6 separate regions of the Mus musculus genome follow, and all the other regions are linked to region 2. The links are chromatin contacts, called in public Hi-C and HiChIP or PLAC-seq maps. All regions are on one chromosome and are shown on one strand. Each heading gives the region's core, a stretch centred on a gene start, on an enhancer-like site or on the middle of the called end of the contact. The rest is flanking DNA. Distances are from core to core; before and after follow the strand shown. Region 1 holds the start of Polr1b (polymerase (RNA) I polypeptide B). Region 2 holds the start of Sirpa (signal-regulatory protein alpha). Region 3 holds the start of Chchd5 (coiled-coil-helix-coiled-coil-helix domain containing 5). Region 4 overlaps Gm39933 (a long non-coding RNA gene). Region 5 holds the start of Ckap2l (cytoskeleton associated protein 2-like). Region 6 overlaps Tgm3 (transglutaminase 3, E polypeptide).

Evidence for each region. Hi-C and Micro-C count contacts between places; a contact is called where the count stands out from the background. HiChIP or PLAC-seq counts read pairs in DNA pulled down with a chosen protein or histone mark.
Region 1: an H3K27ac HiChIP or PLAC-seq map of microglia shows a contact between it and region 2, with 5 times the contacts expected there. The contact joins the promoter of Polr1b here to the promoter of Sirpa in region 2. A contact is called at or near these places in 1 of 484 Hi-C or Micro-C datasets (cerebral cortex) and 1 of 115 datasets of contacts at active chromatin or transcription factors (microglia).
Region 3: a Hi-C map of uterus shows a contact between it and region 2, with 3 times the contacts expected there. The contact joins the promoter of Chchd5 here to the promoter of Sirpa in region 2. A contact is called at or near these places in 1 of 484 Hi-C or Micro-C datasets (uterus) and 1 of 115 datasets of contacts at active chromatin or transcription factors (bone marrow-derived macrophages).
Region 4: a contact with region 2 is called in an H3K27ac HiChIP or PLAC-seq map of microglia, with 5 times the contacts expected there. The contact joins the enhancer-like site here to the promoter of Sirpa in region 2. A contact is called at or near these places in 1 of 39 promoter capture datasets (liver), 7 of 115 datasets of contacts at active chromatin or transcription factors (bone marrow-derived dendritic cells, embryonic forebrain, embryonic stem cells and 3 more) and 1 of 9 other capture datasets (embryonic stem cells).
Region 5: an H3K4me3 HiChIP or PLAC-seq map of bone marrow-derived macrophages shows a contact between it and region 2, with 5 times the contacts expected there. The contact joins the promoter of Ckap2l here to the promoter of Sirpa in region 2. A contact is called at or near these places in 2 of 39 promoter capture datasets (macrophages and stem cell-derived epiblast-like cells), 1 of 484 Hi-C or Micro-C datasets (embryonic stem cells), 1 of 115 datasets of contacts at active chromatin or transcription factors (bone marrow-derived macrophages) and 2 of 9 other capture datasets (liver and macrophages).
Region 6: a contact with region 2 is called in an H3K27ac HiChIP or PLAC-seq map of acute myeloid leukemia, with 2.4 times the contacts expected there. The contact joins the enhancer-like site here to the promoter of Sirpa in region 2. A contact is called at or near these places in 3 of 115 datasets of contacts at active chromatin or transcription factors (acute myeloid leukemia, bone marrow-derived dendritic cells and embryonic forebrain).

The regions. Positions count from the first base shown.
Region 1 is chr2:129,099,680-129,102,379 of GRCm38.p6, forward strand. Polr1b (polymerase (RNA) I polypeptide B) reads left to right here and starts at 1,317. Exons shown (of 15, transcript NM_009086.2): 1 at 1,317-1,584. The coding sequence starts at 1,408. It overlaps Gm46764 (predicted gene, 46764), which reads right to left and starts at 1,264. Exons shown (of 3, transcript NR_168333.1): 1 at 1,155-1,264.
Region 2 is chr2:129,591,400-129,594,236 of GRCm38.p6, forward strand. It overlaps Sirpa (signal-regulatory protein alpha), which reads left to right and starts at 1,440. Exons shown (of 9, transcript NM_001355158.1): 1 at 1,440-1,676; 2 at 2,205-2,295. The coding sequence starts at 2,214.
Region 3 is chr2:129,128,192-129,131,091 of GRCm38.p6, forward strand. It overlaps Chchd5 (coiled-coil-helix-coiled-coil-helix domain containing 5), which reads left to right and starts at 1,509. Exons shown (of 4, transcript NM_025395.3): 1 at 1,509-1,666; 2 at 1,987-2,127; 3 at 2,210-2,375. The coding sequence starts at 1,665.
Region 4 is chr2:129,892,132-129,894,877 of GRCm38.p6, forward strand. All of the region lies in intron 1 of Gm39933 (a long non-coding RNA gene), which reads right to left. Among named protein-coding and RNA genes, the nearest start is that of Gm39933, 3.5 kb to the right of the region's middle. Within about 2 kb of position 1,325, at least 71 of the 459 cell types and tissues checked have an H3K27ac peak or open chromatin away from gene starts, as enhancers often do. A contact at or near this core is called in bone marrow-derived dendritic cells and microglia, where this site is marked.
Region 5 is chr2:129,295,840-129,298,539 of GRCm38.p6, forward strand. Ckap2l (cytoskeleton associated protein 2-like) reads right to left here and starts at 1,373. Exons shown (of 9, transcript NM_181589.3): 1 at 1,266-1,373; 2 at 475-541. The coding sequence starts at 1,302. It overlaps Gm14023 (predicted gene 14023), which reads left to right and starts at 1,531. Exons shown (of 5, transcript NR_040371.1): 1 at 1,531-1,563.
Region 6 is chr2:130,039,429-130,042,249 of GRCm38.p6, forward strand. Tgm3 (transglutaminase 3, E polypeptide) reads left to right here. Exons shown (of 13, transcript NM_009374.3): 10 at 2,329-2,637. Among named protein-coding and RNA genes, the nearest start is that of Mir6339, 24 kb to the left of the region's middle. Within about 2 kb of position 1,268, at least 28 of the 459 cell types and tissues checked have an H3K27ac peak or open chromatin away from gene starts, as enhancers often do. A contact at or near this core is called in acute myeloid leukemia, where this site is marked.

The sequences.
Region 1 (2,700 bases), core at 67-2,566, 490 kb before region 2:
AGAAACAGCACGAATTCTGACACTATCCAACCACCTTCCTACCTCTTGCTCTTGATTGCCCAGAAGCAGGCTGGGGTGGCTTCCTTTCTTCTGGGTAGCATGGCCTGGTTACTGCTTGCCGTCCTGCTGATGTGCTTCATGCATTAAGAGTTGAGTAGACATAAGCACAGCCCACAGAATCAATTAAGCAGGGCTCAGAGGGGCTCACAGAGACTGAAGAGACAGTCCTGGAGCCTGTGTGGCTCTGAGCTAGGTCCTCGGCATTCATGTTATGGATGTATAGCTTGGTGCTCTTGGGGGACTTCTGGCAGTAGGAGCAGGGGCTGTCTTGGACTCTCTTGCCTGCTCTTGGGACCCCTTTTCTTCTATTGATTTGCTTTGTCCAGACTTGATATGAGGGATTGTGCCTAGTGTTATTGTAACCTGTTATGCCATGTTCAGTTGATATACCAGGGAGGCCTGCTCTTTTCTGAAGGGAAATAGAGGAGGAGTGGATCTGGAGGAGAAGGGGGGTGGGGAGGAAGATTGGGAGGAGTGGAGAGAGGGGAAACTGCAGTTGGAATGCAATGTATGAGAAAAACTAAACAAAAAAACAAAGACTTGAGAAAGAGGGGGCTGGGGGTGACACATGCCTTTAACCCAGCACTCAGGCAAAGACAATGGACCTCTGTGAGTTCCAGGCCAGCCTGGTCTAGGACAGCCAGGACTACATAGAGACCCTGACTCAAAAAACAAAGAAACAAAAATAAATAAATAAATATTATTTTAATAAACAGACAAGTTGAGAAGAAATGACAGGTTGGTGCCCCACACCTCCATTTTAGTTGAAGCCAAGAATCCAGAGTCTCCTGAGGTCTGCATCAGGGTGCAATAGGAAAACTCCAGAATGGGACAGAAGGGAACCTTTAAAGATACGTCTTGTATCAGGTCCTAATTAACGAATTAAGCTAATATGGGTCACAGAGGTCACACACTAAAGTGGAGCAGGATTTAGTATGGTTTGCAGGTTACAAAACAGCGAAGCCTCTTTCTCTCTCTCCACCCCCACCCCCACCCCCACCCCCACCCCGGTGTTTCAAGACAGCTCTGTGTAACTACTCTGAATGACTTGGAACTCTCTTTGTAGACCAGACTGGTCTCGAACTCACAGATACCTGACCTCCTGATTGCTGGGATTAAAGGCGTGTCTTCATGTCTGCGCGTAGTTTTAACCGGTCTAATCACGCCATGGTGTAAGTTTCCAGTCGACTCTGAGAAAAGAAAGGACCAGTGTGGGGCGGGCCGAACAAGAGGAACTACATTTCCCAGAAGGCCACGGGGTAGGGTGGCTGTGGGGTTGGTCCGGCCATTCCAGCCAGCCACGAGTAGCGTCCTAGCTCCGGTCTCCCGTCCGGGACTGGCAGAAGCATGGATGTCGACGGCCGGTGGCGGAACCTGCCCAGCGGGCCCAGCCTAAAGCATTTAACCGACCCCTCGTACGGGATTCCCCCAGAGCAGCAAAAGGCAGCTTTGCAGGACCTGACGCGGGCGCACGTGGACTCCTTCAACTACGCGGCGCTGGAGGGGCTGAGCCACGCGGTGCAGGTGAGTGCCGTGCACTGCGCTCCAGAGCTCTACCCTTGGCCTGGGGGGTCCTGGAGCGTCCCTGCGGTTGGGAGAAGTGGCCGGGGGGTGGGGGGGTGAGGGGTGCCTACAGTATGACCACAAATAGGGACGTGAACTCACCCTGCATTGCTTTGGGTAGTTCAGAGAAAAAAAGCAACTCATAAGCCTAGTGGTGTAGGGAAACTTGTATTTGTGACTCCTGGATTTATATATGAGTACGAGTCTGGTTTGGGGCGAACCATTTCTGGGTACTGTGAGATGAGAGTGAGGAAGTGATCTTTTTGGAACTGTGTTTTCCACCATTCCCAGCACTCGCGCCTTTTCACACCTGGAGTCTTACGTTCTAAAACTACCTCACAAGGTTCCAAGCTGATCAGACAGACTGCAGCAAGCACATCCTTCAGTTTGCTTCCCTTAAAGTTTTCTTTTTGGGGCGGGAGAATGGAGACGGTTCGAGATAAGGTTTCTCTGTGTAGCGTTTGCTGCCCTGGAGCTCCGTGGACCAAGGCTGGCCTCGAACTCAGAGATCTGCCTGCCTCTGCCTCCCGAGCACTGGGATTAACAGTGTGTGCCACCATCGCCCGCTTGCTTGCTTGCTTGCTTTCTTTCTTTCTTTCTTTCTTTCTTTCTTTCTTTTTTTTTTTTTTTTCTTTCGAGACAGGGTTTCTCTGTATAGCCCTGGCTGTCCTGGAACTCACTGTGTAGACCAGGCTGGCCTCGAACTCAGAAATCCGCCTGCCTCTGCCTCCCGAGTGCTGGGATTAAAGGCGTTCGCTGCCCGCTTTCTTTCTCTTTAAGAATTTGCAAGAGGAAAACTTGCCACCTGTTCTGAGTTGGTCATGTTGAGGAAGATAAAAAGTCCAGGGGAATCATTGTAACAGTGGTAGCAGAGTAAGGACGGGGAAGGTCTCTTTTTGTTGGCATCTTTAGTTTTTCCTGGCACGGCACTCTGAGAGTAAGACACCTCTCAGGTGTAATTGCTCCTCACTTTGGATGTTGGTTGTGTAACGGTAGCAGGCACCAGCAAGCAGTCAGTGCCATATTCTTTGAGAACTGCTCTAAGATGTGGCGCTTTCTGAGTCAGGAGTACAAGGG
Region 2 (2,837 bases), core at 190-2,689:
GCCCTACTTGAATCTTGCCTACAGGGGTTCCTATTTGCAGAACCAATTCTCTTGGGCTTCTGGACCACCCTCCCGACGTGCTAGCCACATACTGTTGCCCTTACCTAACCAAGCTGACACACATGTGCACTTGTAACCTACACTCCCTACAAGACCTCCTCTGTTCATTCTTGTCTTCCCCTGCACCTTCTCCCAGTCTGCAAGTGAGTTCTTGTAATCCCCTAGGTCCAAAGAAATACAACTAATCTTCCTGCTAGGGCTGCCCCATGGTCCCTTAAGGATTGCTGCTGCCAAACACTTCTCAAACACTGTCCTTGCCCTTGGTACATGGTAGGCTCTTCTTAAAATGCAGTGCAAATATCAGCTCATGTAACTCTCCCAGTGGCAGTTCTGGGTCGCTGCTTATGTTGGCCTGGTCTGCTTTAAAAAGAGCAGAGACACAGAAACAAGGTCTTTCTCCAAGACTGCAGCTTCTTAGACCAGGAGGAACGATCTAAGGCTTGGAAGCTGGGTCCTGGGTTCAACAGATGCACCCTTCCTGCCTCTCAAAAACAAACAAACAAACAAACAATAAAAGAAGAAAAGAAAGAAAAAAAACTAAAAAATCTCCCAGGCTTTTGGTCATGGGTGCAGAGGACTCTGTGGTGTGTGTGTGCGTGCGCGCGCACCATTGCATAAGGGGCTTTCTACATCATTAGGCAATCATCCTCCACTCCTCTGCCCCTAAACATCCTCTTTATTGAGAGGATGGGCCAGTAGGGCCTGTCTTGCTTCATTATGTCCCTCAACCACCATTGTGAGAAGCAAAATTTGCTATCTCTGAACTTCCAACTCAGAAACTCTCCAGTTAATAAGAGAGGGTCTTGATTCCTCTTCCCTGCCTTGGTGCCCAGCCTTCTGCCGATTAACCAAGCACCTGACCTAGCTCATGGAAATCCAGAGCTAGGGTACATTTTGCATCCAGAGGCTCTGTCCTTTGGGATAGGCTCTCCTGTCCCTCCTCTTCCTCATTAGGGTAACTATTTTGCAGCCCAGGTCTCTCCTAGTACAGTGCTGCCTGGGCCCTCTCCACCTCCAATCTATTCTCCCTGATAGAAGGCCTCTGGTCTGTCTCCTCCCTAGGGCCCAGCCCTGCCCCTCTCCTTTCCCTGCCACAGCATTTTTGCTGCTCCTCTCCCCCAGCGCGTCTTTACCAAGAGGCACTGAAGTCCTTCCTACACACACGCTATTTTTGTACCATCACTCTCTCCTTCCTCTCCCCCTTCCCCCTGCATTTACTTCCTGCTTTTGCTATACCTCGGGGCCAGCTAGGAAAGATTTGGGCCCCTAGGACTCACGCCCACCCGGAGGCCGACCTTCGGCTTTGGGACACACAAGCAGGGCCTCTCGGGGAGGGGCAGAAAGCAAACCTCCCCGCCCCCTCCACTCTCCACCCTTGCAAGCTCCCCTGCCGCGGGCAGCCTCTTGCCCACTGGAGTCTAAGGACTGGCCGGGTGAGAGGCCGAGACCAGGGGGCGATCGGCCGCCACTTCCCCAGTCCACCTTAAGAGGACCAAGTAGCCAGCCCGCCGCGCCGACCTCAGAAAAACAAGTTTGCGCAAAGTGGTGCGCGGCCAGCCTCTGGGCAGAGGGAGCGGTGCTTCCACCGCCTGGCAGCCCTGCGCGCGGCGGCGCAGGTCCGAGCGGCTGGCGGGGACCCGCACGGGCAGAGCGGGCTCGCGCAGAGCCGAGGCGGGCGGCGCAGCTCGCGGGGCGCACTGGGGCGCGGGCGGGAAGGTGCGGGCGCGAGGAGGGGGCGCTCGGCCGGGCCGCCCTCGCGCTGGCCTCGCGACGGCTCCGCACAGCCCGCACTCGCTCTGCGAGCTGTCCCCGCTCGCGCTTGCTCTCCGATCTCCGTCCCCGCTCCCTCTCCCTCTTCCTCTCCCCCTCTTTCCTTCTCCCTCGCTATCCGCTCCCCCGCCCCCGTGCCTCTGGCTCTGCGCCTGGCTCCCTCGGGTCCGCTCCCCTTTCCCGCCGGCCTGGCCCGGCGTCACGCTCCCGGAGTCTCCCCGCTCGGCGGCGTCTCATTGTGGGAGGGGGTCAGATCACCCCGCCGGGCGGTGGCGCTGGGGGGCAGCGGAGGGGGAGGGGCCTTAGTCGTTCGCCCGCGCCGCCCGCCCGCCTGCCGAGCGCGCTCACCGCCGCTCTCCCTCCTTGCTCTGCAGCCGCGGCCCATGGAGCCCGCCGGCCCGGCCCCTGGCCGCCTAGGGCCGCTGCTGCTCTGCCTGCTGCTCTCCGCGTCCTGTTTCTGTACAGGTAAGCACCCTCAGCTCCTACTGCCACCCTCCCCAAGCTGCGGGCTCAGGCCCCGCACACTGTCGCTAAGCTAATGTCGACAAATCCCTGTAACGGGGGTTACAGATGCAGAGTTGAGGCCCAGAGAGGGTCAGCCACTTGCCCAAGGTCACATAGCCTAGGCTAGAAGCCGGGATAGAACTCTTCTTATCCGGATCTGCCTTGTGGACTGTGACTGGGTAGCCCAGCGTTGGGCTGCGGGGTATAGGAATGAGTTGGTTTACCGTACCCTTTGCCAAACCTGAATGGGGAAGCAGACTGGCAATTGCTTTGGGCAATCGGGCTCCTGGTTTCCCCATATGCTCCCTTGCTAGACTTGATTGGAGAGAGGGTCGGGGCAGAGGTTGGGCGCGCTGTTGAGCTGTTGGGATGGGGGAAGAGTGAGCTTTCGCCCTAGTACCAGAGCAAGCAGGGTTAGTGTATGGAGGTAGAGACAGGAAGAGAGGCCGGAGTAATCCACGGACCCTTGGGAGACACAGTGGATTTACCTGTGGTGGGCACAG
Region 3 (2,900 bases), core at 259-2,758, 460 kb before region 2:
CTTTGAAGGACATTTTGATTCCAGTTTGGGGCACTAAGAGAGAAAGCTTCTCTGGAAGGCCACATGCATGCTTGTGTGTAGATATAAACTTCTTGTATCTGGGACAAACGTTCAAGAAGCAATTATTGCGTCATAAGATAGTTACCTGATTTCATAAGAAATAGGGGAGGGAGTGAAGGAATGGCTGACTAAAGTGCTTGCTATGCAAGCAGGAAGACCTGAGTTGTGGATCTCCAACACCTGCATAAAAACCTGCAGAAAAGGCATGGTAGGGCAGACTTGGAATCCCAGTGTTGGGATGAGGAGACAGCTCCTGGATGTTCACTGGTGGGTTTTAAGGTTCAGTGACACCCTGTCTCCAAAAAGCTTCAGGTGTCAAGCAATAGAGGAAGCCACCTGCCGCCAGCCTCTGCCTGCACACATGTACATCACACACATGTCCCTAGTTTCCTTTTCCTGCTCCCTCTTAGCGGCTACTGACATTTACAGCGTGCCTGTCCTGGTGTTTTCTCTCAGACCAATAACATTGCCCTTGATTGTCCTAAATGAGTACCTTTTAAAGTTCTTTCATTAATGAGCTCCCCAGAAGGGAACCCCAGTAACAGAAGCACTCTTGAGACCTGCATTTCTCAGATCCGCTTCACTTCAAACCTTAGGGTTATCTAGTTCTCTCCATTCCATTCTTAATGACTCTTTTGACAGCAACCAGACAAAAGGAAACTAGAAGTGTGGAGTGTCAAGTTTCCCAAAAATGAAAGTGTCACTGTATATTATGAAGGCCAAAGCAGTCGTTCTCATTTTACAACTGCGTGCTAAGGTAATCACCTTACCGCTCATTTTCTCTAGCTTAGGCCTCTCCATATGAGGAATATTTAGCCTTACAGGGAAATGAACTTCCAGGTCTAGCCCTATAATCTGAAGGCAAATGTGGAGAGGGTGCAAACACCACCTAAGGAAATTACAAAGAAAATAATTTGTGCACGATTGCAAGGAGCAAGCAATAAAACCCACTCTCATCCTGCCTTTACCACCTATGGCAGGAAAAGGACATGTCTGAGTGAATAATCGGATGGGAAGCCCAATGTGGCGTTTAAGATCATTCCTTTCCGTCAAGTTGGAACTAAAGTCAGGAGGAGAATACGCAGTGGCGGAAAGCCACTGGTAGCTCAGCCTGAGAGGGCAATCCCCGTGTTCCTAAACTAGCAGCGGCGGGCACAGCTGCCGCCTCAGCCGCAGCGTGTGCCGAGCCATAGTCACGCGGGCCGGTGGCCTCAACTCCAGCCGGGAAAGTGGCAGCGCGAGCGGCTGTAGATCTGACCTACAGGGAACCAGCTCTGGTGCTCTGTGCCTGGCTGCTCGATCACGGCCGAAGTCCTGCTTCCGGTGATCACTAAACGCGACCACCACAAGCCGGAAGTAAATAAACTAAAATAGCTGACGGACCGGAAGTAGTTACAGGGGCCTCCTCCCGGATAGGCAGTGAGGCGGAAAGCAAAGCAGGACACAGCCATGAAGGTTGGACCAATGTGGGATGAGTGGCAGGGACGCTCGACGACCGGAAGAGTGAGGCCAGGAGGTCTGGGTTGGGCGCCGCCATAACAACCTGATACCGGAAAAGGCGGGTCTCTTCTCCCTGACTGATCGGCGCTTGAATTCGCCTGGAGATGTGAGTTACAACTCCCTATAACTCTAGATCATGCTTGTCAGACTGCACGGTCCCCAACGGGAAATGACTGAATTCAAGACTCCAGGCCTGCTTCACAATAGCCAGACTTTTTGTCTTAGGACTTCCACGATCTCCCGGGAAATCCCACCTTGTTCCACAACGCGCAGGGATCGGCGCTTATTTCTGCCCCTCGTTGGTTGTCCCTATCACAGGATCTTTACACCCCCCACCCCCAATCCAGACTAGTCCAATCACAGATCAAAATCAGAACTCTTTCTTGCCTTCTCTTGAGATTATCTTCAGTTTACCCTGTCCCACAGGCAGGCAGCCCTGGAAGTCACTGCTCGATACTGCAGCCGAGAGCTGGATCAGTATGGCCAATGTGTGGCAGCCAAGCCAGAGTCGTGGCATCGAGATTGTCACCACCTTAAGATGAGCATTGCTCGCTGCACGTCCTCCCAGTGAGTGTACAACTGGGGGCTAGAGGGTGCCAGGCAGTAGGGTTTGAATGCTTCAGGGTCTAAAATGCCCTACCCCCCACAGCCCGATCATCCGCCAGATCCGCCAGGCCTGTGCTGAGCCCTTTGAAGCCTTTGAGAAGTGTCTTCGCTTGAATGAGGCAGCAGTGGGCAACTGTGCTGAACACATGCGCCGCTTCCTGCAGTGTGCAGAGCAGGTGCAGCCACCAAGTTCACCCACAACTGGAGAGGTAAAGGAGGCTAACTTGATCGTAGCTTTTTCCTTTCACAACTCCCTTCATTTTCTAGTTTAAATACCTTCCAGAACCAGTCCCAGCCCCATTCCCATACATGGCCTTGGCTATGCATCCAAGAATCTAAAAACCATGGTTCTCTGTCCCCGAGTGGACATGCCTCTGCTTGTCACCACCTTTCACACTCCCCTCTGCCAGGGCACCTGCCCCAGCCTTTCCCCGGCTTGCCAGACCCTCTGTGTTCCATATAATGACCTGGATTCTAGTAATGATAATCCCTTGCTTAAAACTCTCTGGTGGCCACCAATTCACACTGGAACAAAGTCCCTGATTCTTACTGGATCCTGTGTTCTTCCTTTCCTCAGCCACTGTGTCCCCTTCACTACTTTCCAGCTGTGCTGGTAGGGGTGAGGGGGTGAGGTGGAGGGGTGCACAGAAAAGGATCTTGCTAATGTATACAATACATAAATACATATACAATATGTCTGAAATACTAAACTGTTATTGATGTAGCCATTAGGA
Region 4 (2,746 bases), core at 75-2,574, 300 kb after region 2:
TATAAGACAAATGGCATGAATGAATGAATGAGAGAGAAAGAAAGGAAAGAGAGAGAAAAAGAGAGAAGGAAAGAGAGAAAGAAAGAAATTACCTATAGATGATGAACCAATGCATGGACAGGTACAAATCCTTCACTTGAGAAAAGAAAGAATTCTACCAATCAGGGGCAACAAGGATCTTCTTTCCAAGCCTGGATTTGAACCACCAGAAGGAAAATTGATCTCCCTGACCTATTGCCTGCTCAGCTATCTGTAGGCTTCAAGGTTTTGAAAGTATGGGACCCTCCATTTGTCCTTTGTCAAAGTCTCTTATTACTATGCTTTTCAGAAGGTCTATTTTCCTTTAGTTTTCTCTTTGTAAAGATTCCAACCTAAAGACAGAGGCAAGCAGATGTTTGTGAGTTCAAGACCAGCTTGGTTTATGTACTGAATTCCAGGACATCTAGGGATATAATAAATAAACAAACAAAATTAAAAATGAAGAGGAGGAGGAGGAAGGGAGGAGGGGAAAGGAAGAGAATTTTCACTTACTCTCTGGCTGTTCTTAGAAAAGGACCGGTCTCCACATTTCAGTGGAATAAACTTTTCACTTCATATTGCTTACTCTGTATGGACTTACAGATTACAACCACCTGTAACCATTGGCCTCCAAGGACAAGTATAAGACTCTGCTTTCTCAATGCCAGGCAGTGAAGCTGAACCCAAAGTGGGTGCCTACACGGAGATGCCGAATGAATCATACCTGACCCAAGCCATCACGGCAGCTGCCATTCTCCTTCAAAACTGAGAGTCAGAGCATTGAGAGGGGTGGGCAGCCGTGAACCTGGTCGATGATGGCCGGAGAAGGACAGAGAAGAGGTGGGCCTGGGAATTCTGATGTGAAAATGAAACTATCAGAGAAACCTGGCAGCAGATCTTGGCTAAACAGTGCAGTCTGAGTCTCTATATTTAATTAAATTTATTTATTTATGATCACTGCGTTTCTGGGCTTTTTGGTTTATTTTAATTGAAAATAGGTTTTTTTTTTTTTTTCATCTCCTATATCTCATGAGAAAGATGGGAGGCCTGGAGGCTATAGCCATTTAACAGACCTGTGTTGACGAAACCATATGTGCAAAGCCACAGACAGGACTAGTCCTCTATCCTTAACAGTCAGTGGCAGCAGCTGGCATGCCTTCCTCTAGCCCTGCCCTCCTCAAGCCCACAGGGCCTTTCTCTACATGTAGAAAACAGGTTGCAAGTCAAAAAGGGCGCAGCCCAGCTTTGTTTCCAGGTTCTGTAAGAAGCAGAACTCTCCAGTTCTCAGTTTCAATCTTGGCTCAGTCTGGCTGGTTGCCTAAGAAGGAATGACAAAGCTGATTTCACTACCGCTTCACAGACGGAAGATGGAAGAGGAAATGGGATGCGTAATTTGTCAAAGTAAAAGCTTTTTCAGATGTCAGTAGCTGAGCATCTTTGGGGAGTTGCTCGTTCAGGGCCTGATGGGATTCACTTGCGTAGATTGTGTATTTCAGTGCCCCCTTGTCTATCAGCCTTCTGCAGTATGACACTCTAGCTCTGACTCGGAAGCCCTAAGAGGAGGACCGTTTGGGGGACTATTTATAGTAACACTGGACCTTACCCAAGGATAGCATGAATAGGCACAGACAATGGTCACTCTCGGTATGACTTTAGGCAGTTTGGGGGCCACTTTGATCCTCATTTTCCCTGTGGTTTATGGCCATGACATCCTGAAGCCAATACAGAGCTAAGTGAGATCAAATGTGGTGTAATAACTGGTGCAATAAAGTAGAAGTTTTTTTTTTAAACTATCTTCAAAAAATTGTATTCTGCTAAAGACATAGGTGCCCCGAGATGGTCGGTAGTGCTGATAGCAGTGCGAGCGACAGTGAGATCTGCTGTCAAATTTTCTCTGGATCATTACAAATCCAGCCGCTGTCCCTGCAGGCTGCAGTCTAAATGGAGAAAATAAAACATCAACAAGATGTCTGGAAAATGGCTTTGTGCTTAAGTGCTTAGAATGCAGATTCAATTCTGGCTGTAAATGTTAGTGGTGTTTTTTTATCAGTTCTAACAGATAAATGGGCAGAGGCAAAAACTAATCAACCGTTTTATTCCTCCTAAGAAACAGAGACACGCAGCGGCCCTGAGTCAGCGTGGCCCGGCATTTAATGTGAGGGTGGTGTTTGGAACTCGCTGCTCCGTTTTCTCAGCTAAAACGTATCACTCACTTACAAAAGATAAAGTCCAAGTAATGTACCAATCCCTAGGGAGGAGGGAACCCATTAGGTGGTTAAGGAGGGAACCCATTAGGTGGTTGAACTATAGACTCTAATACCACCAAGGGAGGTGTGGAGTCAGGGGGAGGGGGAGGACTCTGGTCCAGTTAGAAAGCAAAAAGGAGAAAAAGATGGCTGTTCTTGGTGTGCTCGAATGGAGCAAGAACCTTGAACATGTAGACCTCTGCTTCCCAGGAGATGTGAGGTCAGGCCGGCCACTTGTCCTGACTGACCTGTCTCTTCAGTCTTAATTATGTGGGTGTACTTTTGTCTAGCTTGAACCCAGGAATGCTTGCCAGAACTGGCAATTTCTACCTCAGATTTCACTTGATTTACACCAAACCTACAGTGCTCTCCCACTTACCTAAAGTCACAGAGCTAAATAAATAAATAGATAGATAGATAGATAGATAGATAGATAGATAGATAGATAAAGCAAGCCAGAATCCAGTCTGCCCTCTCTGTAT
Region 5 (2,700 bases), core at 123-2,622, 300 kb before region 2:
ATGCCCAGGGAACACCAAAGGACAAGTTGGGAGGACGCTGGCATGCCACTGTTGTGGACTGACCATAACCAACTCTCCTGTCTTCGTAAGCACACACCATAGAAATGCCCTCCAGTTTCTTGATCAAAATCTGCGCTGCTGGGAACCAACTTTCCCAGGAGAAAGAAGGAACCAGAAGAGCTTCCAGAGATGTGGGTAACAGTGTAGTGTAGAGCCTTCCTTCCTTTGGAGACTGTTAGGAAAAAAAATGCTTAAATTTCTGCCAATAGACAGCACTGCCTAGGGGTTGCTGGTTTTTTGTTTTGTTTTGTTTTTTAAGTCATGCCTGAAATCAAGGACTGAAATGCTCCTTTTGTTATTACAGGATTCACCATGATGCAAGTCAAACAGACTGGAAACAGAAGGGCTGGTCCGTTCATTGCTGTTAGCAACCGGGGCAACAAAGCCAGTGTAACTATGGGAAGGTAAACTCACTTGGCGTTGGGGTCCTTTAGCTTTCCCTTGGCTGCCAGGTACTCCTGGAGCTTCTGCCACCGTTCTTCTGTAAAACATGGACACGAGCAAACACCAAAAACATTACAGAAAACCCTTTATATCTTTAAATATGATACTTCCCTGTAGCTATTTTGGCTTTGATAAAGTCACCAGTCCTGTTATGCTTGCTTTCAATACCAACGGTATCAGCCTGGTGCCAAGCTCTTTACTAAGCTGTTTACACTAACCATCAATCCTATGAGGTATTTGGCTGTTTGAAACTCAGATGAAGTGACAGGCTTAAATTTACCCACTAATGTGCAGCAAAGCCAGGATTTGGAATCAAGACTTTTTTTTTTAACCCTTGAGTTACAAATTGTGTGCCTAGGACGGTGCGCAGAACCGCAGGCCCATAAGTGAGGACAGAGTGTGCATCTCAAAGGTGACACGGGGGAGGGGCATACTGGAGAGGTAGAAAGGGCTCCAGGTCCCTCGGAGGCCAGGGTTCACAGCATCCTTAAGCCTCAGCCCACAGTTTATCAATCAACCTCCAGACAGCGCACATTTTATCAGTGAACCTGCAGAGACTCGGACTGGGGCCGAACCTGCCACCTGACTGCTGTCAAAGTTCTGGCCATAACTAGCAATGCAGGGGTGTCCCCCTGCGGCAACGGAGCGCGCCGCTCCTCGCCGTGGCCCGGGTCCAGCGTCCTTAACCTAACTGAGCTCGGGGGAGACTGAAGCAGGCGGGGGAGGCCTGGCAGCTTCTGGAGGCTGCCGACCACACTTACCCGCGGCTGCGCTGGCAGTGGGGCCGGGCCCCACCATGGCTCTACGGCGACAGTTTCTTCCTTCAAAGGGCGCGCCTTGTTCTAGTACGAGAACCGGGCGCCCGTCTGGACGCTCCTATTGGCTTCCGCGACTTTGAAATTCGCCAATAAAAAGACGGAGAGGGCGGGATAACAGGAAATGGACATTCGGCGATTCCCACTGGGGACCTCCCCTGAGGCTCTGCGATTGGAGAGTTTCTGAGAAGGCCCGCCCTATGGCTAGGTCACTTCCGCAGCGGTGCCTCTGAGGTGGGAGCTGGTGGGTGATGCTGGCTGGCGGAGGAGTGGCTCTAATTGTAGCCAAATTTGGGTTAAGGACGGTTGTGACAGTTGAAGAAACGGGGAGAAACAAGCCGGAGCCTAAGTCTCTGTGCTATCAGTTAGGCTGGCTTTGGCTGCAAATAATAGCATGCCAAACGAAAATGGTCCGTATCAGTTATTGTTCTCATTCTTGTAGCCGAATACCGGACAGAAACAACATAACTCCGTGTAGTCCCTGAGCAGCTCGCGGGAGCTGTCAAAATGGCGCAATCTGTCAAAAGTGTCTCAAGGGAAGGGCATCCTAAGACACAGGAGCTCAGGAGCCACACAGCTCTGAGGTGGGACAGTGTCCCCTTGGAAAGGCACCCTGAGACTCGGAAACCCAGAAACCACAGAGCTCTGAGGGTCAGAAGGTATTCCTGTGGAAGGACACCCTGAGACATCAGAGCCGGGGAACCACACAGCTTTGAGAGGAAGCCTCGTCAGCTGAGGCAGTGCAGTTCCCAGGGGAGGGTATCTCCAGCTCAGCCCAGGAGCTCAGGAGCCTCTGCCCCGCTCCACTTCTTTGTTTCTTCCCTTCCTCTGTCAATTGCTTCTTGGCTTCTTCCAACGCGAAAGTCATATGAGGCAGCAAATCTCGTAAAAGATATTTATTGGAGAAGGATGTTATGGTGGGAAGAGAAAAGGGCAAGGGGTTAGAAGAGTTTTTAAAAGAATAACAAAGATTTCCTAATAGAAAATGTAAAGAACAGAATTATATAAATTTAAGAATGGAAATAAAACATGGAAACATAATAGTTTATTTAAACAGAAAAACATCTACAAGGTAAAGTTAAAATGCTAACAAAGGCCTGCTAGAAAGAAAAAAAAAATCATGAAGGAAAGAGAAGGAAAAGGTTATCACTGGCATACCTAAACATTATCAGGTGAGTGAAGGAGAATAAAAAAAAAATCACAAAAGTTTTTGCTTTTGTTTTTGTTTTTTAATATGATAAAAAGCGCTGAGATGGCTGGGGTAAGGAGCATGCAGTGCTCTGGCAGGCCACCAGAGTTGGTTCCCAGCACCCATATTACATAACACATCTGCCTGTAACTCTAGCTCCATAGGGTCTGACATCCCGACATCCACTTGTGT
Region 6 (2,821 bases), core at 18-2,517, 450 kb after region 2:
ATCTCCGACAACTGCTGACTATTGGTCAGTGTTCAAAGGAGAAAACTGTCTCTTGAAGGTGGAGTCTAACTCTGAGACCAGAGGTGTCCACTCTAGGTACCAGTGGATGGACACTTTGTGGTCTGTAAACACTGTTGAAATTCTCTGAAATAGAAATACACTTGTTTGAGAATGGTAGAACATTGGAAAGAGATCATGCCTGCTGTAATAAACTATCTGACAACTTTCACAGTCTGAGTGCCTACTCCAGGTACCCTGTAGATAAATCTCAGCAGATGGTGTCACTGGCGAGGCAGGTGCCAGGCTGGTAATTTCAATAGCATGGTGTAAGACAAGCATGGGGAACAGGAAACAATCCAGGACAGAAGGAGACTCTCATCCTACCTACCACTTATAACAGGCTTTGTATTATCTCTGATTTTCTTGTTCCCCGGCCAACCAAACAAGAATAGCAGTGTCTCTCTTGGGTTGGATTCCAATACAAAAATGCACACAGAGTAGAGTGTTTGGCACACAGTAAGGACTTAATGACTAGGATGGTGAGCTCCATCCATTTGGATACCTTCCCTTACCTTCCCTGGAATAACACCTTTCCACAGATTCTTTTGTTTATGTACTGCTGCTCTCCTGGCTGTATGAGCCTGTGACTTTCCCTACTACTCTCACATATTGATCCTGTGACTCTGAAGTCCTAGAAACCTTCTAAGCAATGGAGGGAAGCCTAGTAGGAAGCTCCCTCCAGGACTCTTGGCAGGACCTCTGCTCATGCGTGACAGCAGGATGGAACAGCTATCTGACGTTACCTACATCTTCTTGCCTAATAATGCCAGTTGGTCTCAGAGAGCCCCAGGCAGGAAAAGCTCATAAAAATGGGTTGCTAAGCATTTGCACAATAGCAATACTGCGGTGAGAAAACAGCAGCAGGAAGCATAGTCTTGAGTAAGCTCAGCAGGTGACCTATATAGGCTCTGGAACCTCCTTGTCCAAAGCCTGCTTCGGGGACTCACGCAAAGAGGCTCAGAGGCTCAGTAGAGCCTTCAGCTTTGGGTGTGGACTGACAGCTCAGTCAGAGAGGATGGAAGGGCAGTCAGAGGAACCTGACCCTCCGGGAGCTCTCAAGCTGGGTAATCTAGCCTCTTGCTTTCAGCAGGGTGGGTACAAGGGAGGAGCCTTAGACCAGGCTCCAGATCTCTGGAGATGAGTCCCTCCCTTTCTTCATCTAAATCCCAGAGTAGCCCAAACCAGTAGCTTCCCTTAGATTGCATGAGCCTCTGAAGTCCCTGCCAGGGAATTTACATAATTCATGGAAAGGACTCACTGACTTGGAGAGGACTTATCTTAAGCCTTCTGGTTTACTTTGAAACTTTCACAAGTTGGTTTTAGGAAAGCCTAAGGATCCATACATGCCAACATGGTCACTCTTCTGTCCTCTTGGGAGGCCAAGACCTTCTGCTGTATGGTACATGTGTCTGCAGGTCAAGGCCAGGAGCAGCCGGTGAACTGCTTAGTCAGCCTGAGCTTGGAGTTGTTTGCTCTGTTCCCAGTGTGCCGAGCCTTTAGGGTGTCACCAGTGCTGTCCTCTCACTACTTCTGCTGCCATAGTCAGCAGCACCTATAGAGTCAGGGAATGCACCCTTTGTTTGAGCCCTTGTGGTTTTTGAGACTCCAAACATCTCAGCAATTCAAACTAGCCATGACTTAGAACCTCATCAGCCTCAGGATGTTCTTGCTGACTTGCACAGACAAAAGTGTCACTTGCTGACTCTCAAAGTGCCTCTAGACACAGCCTGGGGAACGTGGGGACGGGATTTGGAGTTCTTCCTCCTGAGTCTGGCTTTGCTTATGGATTCATTCTCAATTCTCTCCATTCAGTTTTGTTGTCTGCTTTTAAATGATCGGTTTGTTCTTCAAGTCTCAGGAAAAGACCTTCCAGTCAAAGAACGAGAAAGGAAGTGAGAAAGAGATGGAAGGAAGGAGGGAGGAAGGGAGGTAGAAAATGAAAAAAAAAACTAACTTAAAACAAGGAAATAATGAAGCCCCATAGTAATGTTTGCAGAAACTGACCTAGCTTTCTCAGTGGCTTCCCAAGGGTATAGACTTGATTGAAAAGGGACCACAGCCCAGCTGGCCTGGAAGCCTTATACTAAGAAGGGTTAATGGAGACCTGACAAGATTAGACCCTTGCTGGGAGCATTTTGGACAGGTAGAAGTAGTGTCAATGTTAGATCTAGGCCACTTTCCAGGCGGGTCGCACTGTCCATTGTCTGAATTGCAGCTATATCTCTGAGGTACCCTTGTTTAGTTTTTGTTTCCCTCGCCAATGCACAGGTTCCAGTGAGGAAAGACAAGTGCACCAAAAGGCTTTGGACAAACTCAAACCTAACGCATCTTTCGGCGCAACATCTTCGAGGAATCCAGAAGGGGAAGACAAGGAGCCCAGCATTTCTGGGAAGTTCAAGGTCACGGGGATACTGGCAGTAGGCAAAGAAGTCAGTCTGTCCCTGATGCTCAAAAACATGACTAATGACAGGAAGACAGTGACGATGAACATGACAGCCTGGACCATCGTCTACAATGGTACCCTTGTCCACGAAGTGTGGAAGGACTCAGCCACAATATCCTTGGATCCTGAAGAAGGTAACTGACTCATCCTGTAGTTGGTGGGACTCAATCAATCTAGGGCCCAAAAGAGTTGCTCACTGATGGGATCCTACTGCTTCCCGTGAGTCGGTTGACTGTGGGCAGAGTAGTGAACAGCCTCCATGGGTAAAGCCTTAGTTCTGATGTTCTGGAAGCTGCTGTCTTATGAGCAAGGACAGTC